Regions from separate parts of the Arachis hypogaea genome. Here region 1 is linked to region 2. Evidence: chromatin contacts called from public Hi-C data. All regions are on one chromosome and are shown on one strand. The core of a region is the stretch at or near the end of the contact, and the rest is flanking DNA. Distances in the headings are between cores, read along the strand shown.

Region 1 (2,903 bases), core at 315-2,814, 45 kb after region 2:
AGTACAAGAATAAAGTCGATAATCTGGAGAATAAATACAAGCTCTAGATGCACAAAATTAACCGTGGACGTATCAATACATTTATTTATCATTTTTCTTACAAATTTAAATGAAATATTTTCTACAAAACTAAGAAGAACAATAAATAAATGTATTGATGCATCTATAATTGATTTTGTTTCCAAATTATCAACCTTGTTTTTGTAATGCTGTGATGTAGGATATTCCATTAATTATTTAACTTTGACCTTACGGTAGAACTACATTAAAACTAAATAATTTTTTTTATTCAAATAGGACATTTTAAACTTTAAGGACCAAAATATGATTACATCCAAATGTAAGAGACTAATTTAATACTTAATTCAAACAAAAAATACTTTTTTTAACTCTTGATATTTAATTTTGTGAGATTCATTAACTCTTCTGCTTAATAATCCTTTTTCAAAATATATTTAAAATTATACGGCATGATAGGTTAAAATAATGATATTAAATTAAAAAAGTGTGTGAGATGCACCGCTGATAAAAAGGATATATATCATTTTGAGTTTAAATTTTTTTTATTTAATTATTTTGTTAGTTTTTATAATTTTATTAAATTTTTAATTATATTTTTGTATATTTTTTTAGTTGACTTTTTAAATTAGTTTTAATTTTGTAGTTAAATCATTTTTAAGTAAAAAATATTAAAATTAATTAAATATTTTTTTTCAAAAAATATATAGTAAAAAATTTAATTAAAATTTTAATTGTAAATATTTTTAATTTATAAAAAATATTTAATTAATTCAAATAATTTTATATTAAAAATAATTTAATTATAAAATTAAAAATAATATAAAAATTTAATTAAATAAAAAATATAAAAACTTAATTATAAATTTAATAAACCTATAAAAATCAATACTGCAAATAAACAAATTTTTTTTGAGAAAAGAATAAATAAGTTTTTGATTTTTTGATGCATAGATATTTAAATTTTTAAAAATTTAAAAATACATATAAGTTTTTAATCTTCTTAAAATTTAGATACACGAATCTCTCATGTTTACTTAAATCTGTCAGACGCAATGAAAAATCAAATGTAACTTCTATTATAAATATAGATACACATATAAATTTTTTTTTAAAATTAGACAAATTAAATTTAGAGATCAATATATTCAAATTTTAAAAGAATAACAAATTTAAATATATTTTAAATTCTCAAAAACTTAAATATCTACAAACTAAAAAATTAGAAATCAATTTATCTTTTTTTTTTTCATTTGTTGAGCTTGTAATAATGAGCAGTGTCCGTATGGGAACTGGGCCACTGGGGTGCTTTGTTGCCGTGAGAAGGAAAGGGGCATGTGGATCCCACGTGCAAGTTTAATTTCTCTACGGGAAGCCCCACACACATTATCTACATCGTCGTTTTCTTGCAGCCGCATCATTATTTTTTTTTTATTTTTTTTTGGATTTAATTCAGAAACATTAATTTATCAAAGTTTGGAACAGAGAGTATATATAATACAGTTCTATTATTTGGCCAACTTATCAAGCCAGAATTTCCGTGCAGTTTTAATTTGTACTAAATCGTATGACGGTTTTTTTTTCTCTTTTTTAAAATGCACTTCGTATGGCCTGCTGTTTGCTCATAAAAAATTACAGCTAGACCTTCTTTGTGGAATCCGGAAATTAATAATTAACTACTACTCTTTGAGACAAGCCTTATCTTTCACCTTTTCTTTGGTTCTTCTCCATTTCTTTCTTTATTTATTAAAGTAATGGATTTATTTATTACTTTGCTTTTCTTTTTTTTCCCTTTTGCTAAACTATTATAGTTTTCTGATGGACTAGAATATTAAATTAGTTACCTTGTTTTGCATATATAAAATAAAAATTCCTAAAAACATTAAATATATAGTACGTGTTTTGCATGTTAATAATTATACCACCGACTTCAGTTAATGTCTTGATAAGAAATTGTTAAGGTTCAAGCTTATTATTGGGTTAAAAAAATCAACTTAGGTGAATCGAGTGATCAACTTACTTATCCGTTTAAGTAAGTATTCCAGGCTTAAATCTTGTTTTATATATACAATAATTCATTAGCCAATATCAAACTCTTAAATAAAGTTTAAATCTGCGACTAGTTAGTCATTGATTTATCCTATTAAAAAATACTCTGGATAACCAAAAAATTATTGGATTCAAAAAGGTTAATTCAGTAATTCATCAGTTCATTGGTTACATTATTGGTGCACACTCGCATACAAAGTGAACCTAACATACAAAATGTAAATATAAAAAAAAAAAGAGAGAAATGAATGATTCACAAAGTAAAATTCTGTAAACGAAAAAATTTTAATAATTAAAACAAATTAACTAAAAATAATTATAATTTATCTTATTTAATTTTATAATAATTAATAAAAATTAAATAAGACAAATTCTAACGTTTTTGTTGTTGTCATCTTAATATTATGGTTATGTAAATATACATTTGCATTATCTACTATAAATGTAGACTGCTTAAATTAGTGATAATAGACTATTAGACTATATATATAATTCCTTGATAAGATTTAAAGTAATCAATAACGAACTAACAATTTTGATCTAATACAATGGTCCTAATCCTAAAATTATAGCTATGACAATGACGTTTATCGTTGACAAAATGAACTACTTAATTCTTCTATTGCTAATAATCATTGCATGTTAGAAATTAACAATAGCACAGCTGACTCATCAAAGCATTTATTTTTCTTTTATATATACATAAAAATAGTATTTTATAAATTATGTAAAAAGAACTGAACATATCCTAAAATTTTGAGTTTTTGACCTCCAATATATTCTTTTGAAAGAACAGTATGTGGTGCAAACGAAATGAAGTAATGAACCCTTTGTCT
Region 2 (2,912 bases), core at 304-2,803:
TAATTCATTCCTCTCTGTTCATATTTGATGCTTTCTCATATTCATAGTAAGTATAGTTTTATTTAGTTTTTTTTTTATAATTTGCAGATTTTAATAATCTTATTACTTATTGTATATTTATTATCCATTTAAGTATTTACTTAACAAATATTCACAATATTATAATAATATTATTTTTTCTTTTGAATTTAAATATATTAAATAAAATTTATTAATTATGTACAACTACCATAGAAAAAGAAAATGAACAATTAAATTAATAAAAAAATATTAAGTATCAAAAGAATTCGAACTAAAGTCAAAGAGTAATTATGACCATAATTAAAGGAATTTGCTAGTTAAAGACCCAAAATTAAAAATAGTACTTTCTCCTATCATAATTATTTTCCATAAAGTTTAGTACAGTTGTAAATATAATTTGATTATATTATTTATAACTTTGATTATGTGTATATATTTGGTTTGATTATATTATTTTTAAAATGTTCTCGTAATATTTGATTACATGTTATTTGGAACGTTTAATTATAATATTTGTAAAATTTGATTATAAATATTAATTTGATGTGTGCTTTTTGACATCATAGAGTTGATTTGTATAAGAAGATAAAGTGATTGATATTTGATGATAATTGATTTTGTGGTGTTTAATGTCATTGTAACTGTCTGGACAATTTTATGGTAGGCTTGTAAGTTCTTTAAAAATTAAATATTAAATAAATTTTAAAAAAATTACGATGGACTTATAAAATTTTGTAAAAATAACTTAAAGAATTGATATCTTTTGAAGAGTTTTCTTTGCCATCTTGTCAAAGAATTTTCATAAATTTTTTTGTTTTTATGTCAGATATTTATAAATTTACACAATTTTTTGAATGACTTACTTAATATTTTTTTTTTCTTTACGAAAATATGAATTCTAAGAAAAAAATGTAGATTATAATTTATAACTCATTTTGAAGTGGTTGAAACATAGACGAAGATGGTTTAATAATAATAATAATGTGAAAATTCAGGTGAAGTCGACTTCACATGAAATTGATATCTGAGAGCTGTTAGATAAAAATTTAATCAAATCAATCAAATTATCTAACAACTCTCAAGTATCAACTTTACTTGAACACATGAAATAGAGAAAGTATGAGGAGTTAATGGAATATTTGTATAATGTATACAATAGAGGTTTATGAAGTATTAGACATATAATCATTAGTGTTACTTTTTTTCATCCGCTGAAGCTTTTGAGATGAGTGGTATCATGATATTGTATTAGAGTGCTAGATCCAAAAAATCAGGAATTCGTACACATTGTACAAATAATCCATCGTCTTCCTAGCGGGATCCCATTAAATAATATGAATAGTAGAATTAAGAAAAAAGGAAAAGTGGAATCTAGTTTAGATTTGTTTGGGGAAGGAATAAAATGAAAATATGTTACGTAAGAGAGGCAAAGCCTTTGGCACATTGGGTGAGTGATTGAAGCTTCCCAATTACGATTCCGGAAAAGAGAAGACATGGCGACGGTTAAAAAAGTGTAGCGAGTTACAAGTTACAACACACAATAACACAAGTCTTTTTTTTTTTTTTTTTTTGAAGTTGTTGCAATAGAAAAACAAAAACGGTTGTCTCTCTTTGTTTGTTATTACACCCTGAAATAGAGGATTGAAAGCTTTTAATGACAAGACTGTGTTTTTGTTTGAGGGAAGCACTTTCTCTTTCTCTTTCTCTTTCTCTTTCTCTCCAAGTCTGAGCCTTTGTTGTTCAGGACTCGCTATCTCTGTTTTCACTCAGACCACTTTTTTCTTTTGTTTTTCCTCTCATTCATTGGCTTCTGTGTTTGCTTCCAACCCTCTCTCAGATCTACCTTCTTTCTCCAGAATATGAGTAAAGAAGAGATTTTGAAGATACAGGTACCAACACTTACTCCATCTATCTCCTTCAACTAATTAATGTTATTTATTCTGTTTTTGGGATTGCTTGTGCATGCAGAAATGTGTTCTTAAAGTGAACATACACTGTGATGGGTGCAAGCAAAAAGTCAAGAAAATCCTCCAGAAGATTGATGGTATGCACACACATTTCTTCTTAATTATATCTTGAATCCGAGGTGTCTTATCTTTTGTTTTGTTGGACAGGGGTGTTTACGACTGAGATAGATTCAGAGCAAGGGAAGGTCACGGTTTCAGGGAACGTGGATCCAAACGTTCTCATCAAGAAGCTTGCAAAATCAGGCAAACATGCAGAGCTTTGGGGTGCTCCTAAACCCAACAACAACAACAACAACAACAACAACCATAATAATCAGAACCACCTTGCTAACCAGATGAAGAACATGCAAATTGAGCACAATGGCAAAGGTGGTGGTGGCGGCGGTGGCGGTGGTAACAACAAGGGTCAGAAGGCTGGGAATAACCAACCCAAAGGTGGTGGTGGTGGGCAGAATCCACAGCAACAGCTGCAGCAGCAGTTGCAGCAGCTTCAGCAGATGAAAGGGTTTCAAGATCTGAAGCTTCCTCAATTCAAGGACATGCAAATGATGGCCCCAAATCAGAACCCCAAGAACAACAACAACATGAAGCAAGTGAAGTTCAGTTTGCCTCCTGAGGAGGATGATTTGTCTGATGACGAGTTGGATGAGTTTGATGATGATGATGACTTTGATGACGAATTTGATGATGAGATGGATGATCCTCACCACCCATTGAACAAGATGAAGCTCCCTATGGGAAATGGTGCTGCTCATAATATGATGTTGAATGGCATCATGAATGCTCAGAAGGGTGGTGGCGGCGGCGGCGGAAATGGAGGAGGCAACGGCAAGAAAGGCGGCGGCGGCGGTGGCGGTGGCGGTGGTGGAGGTTTGCCTGTGCAGATGCAGGGGATGGGTGGTGGGAACGACGGTAAAAATGGAA

Evidence for each region. Hi-C and Micro-C count contacts between places; a contact is called where the count stands out from the background.
Region 1: a contact with region 2 is called in a Hi-C map of leaf, with 2.0 times the contacts expected there. The contact joins the enhancer-like site here to the promoter of LOC112795849 in region 2. A contact is called at or near these places in 3 of 8 Hi-C or Micro-C datasets (leaf and an unstated tissue).

What each region holds. Positions count from the first base shown.
Region 1 is chr4:4,126,062-4,128,964 of arahy.Tifrunner.gnm2.J5K5, forward strand. No RefSeq gene overlaps it. Among protein-coding and RNA genes, the nearest start is that of LOC112795850, 11 kb to the left of the region's middle. Within about 2 kb of position 1,565, at least 3 of the 3 cell types and tissues checked have open chromatin away from gene starts, as enhancers often do.
Region 2 is chr4:4,081,382-4,084,293 of arahy.Tifrunner.gnm2.J5K5, forward strand. LOC112795849 (heavy metal-associated isoprenylated plant protein 32) reads left to right here and starts at 1,554. Exons shown (of 3, transcript XM_025838034.3): 1 at 1,554-1,910; 2 at 1,990-2,065; 3 at 2,136-2,912. The coding sequence starts at 1,881.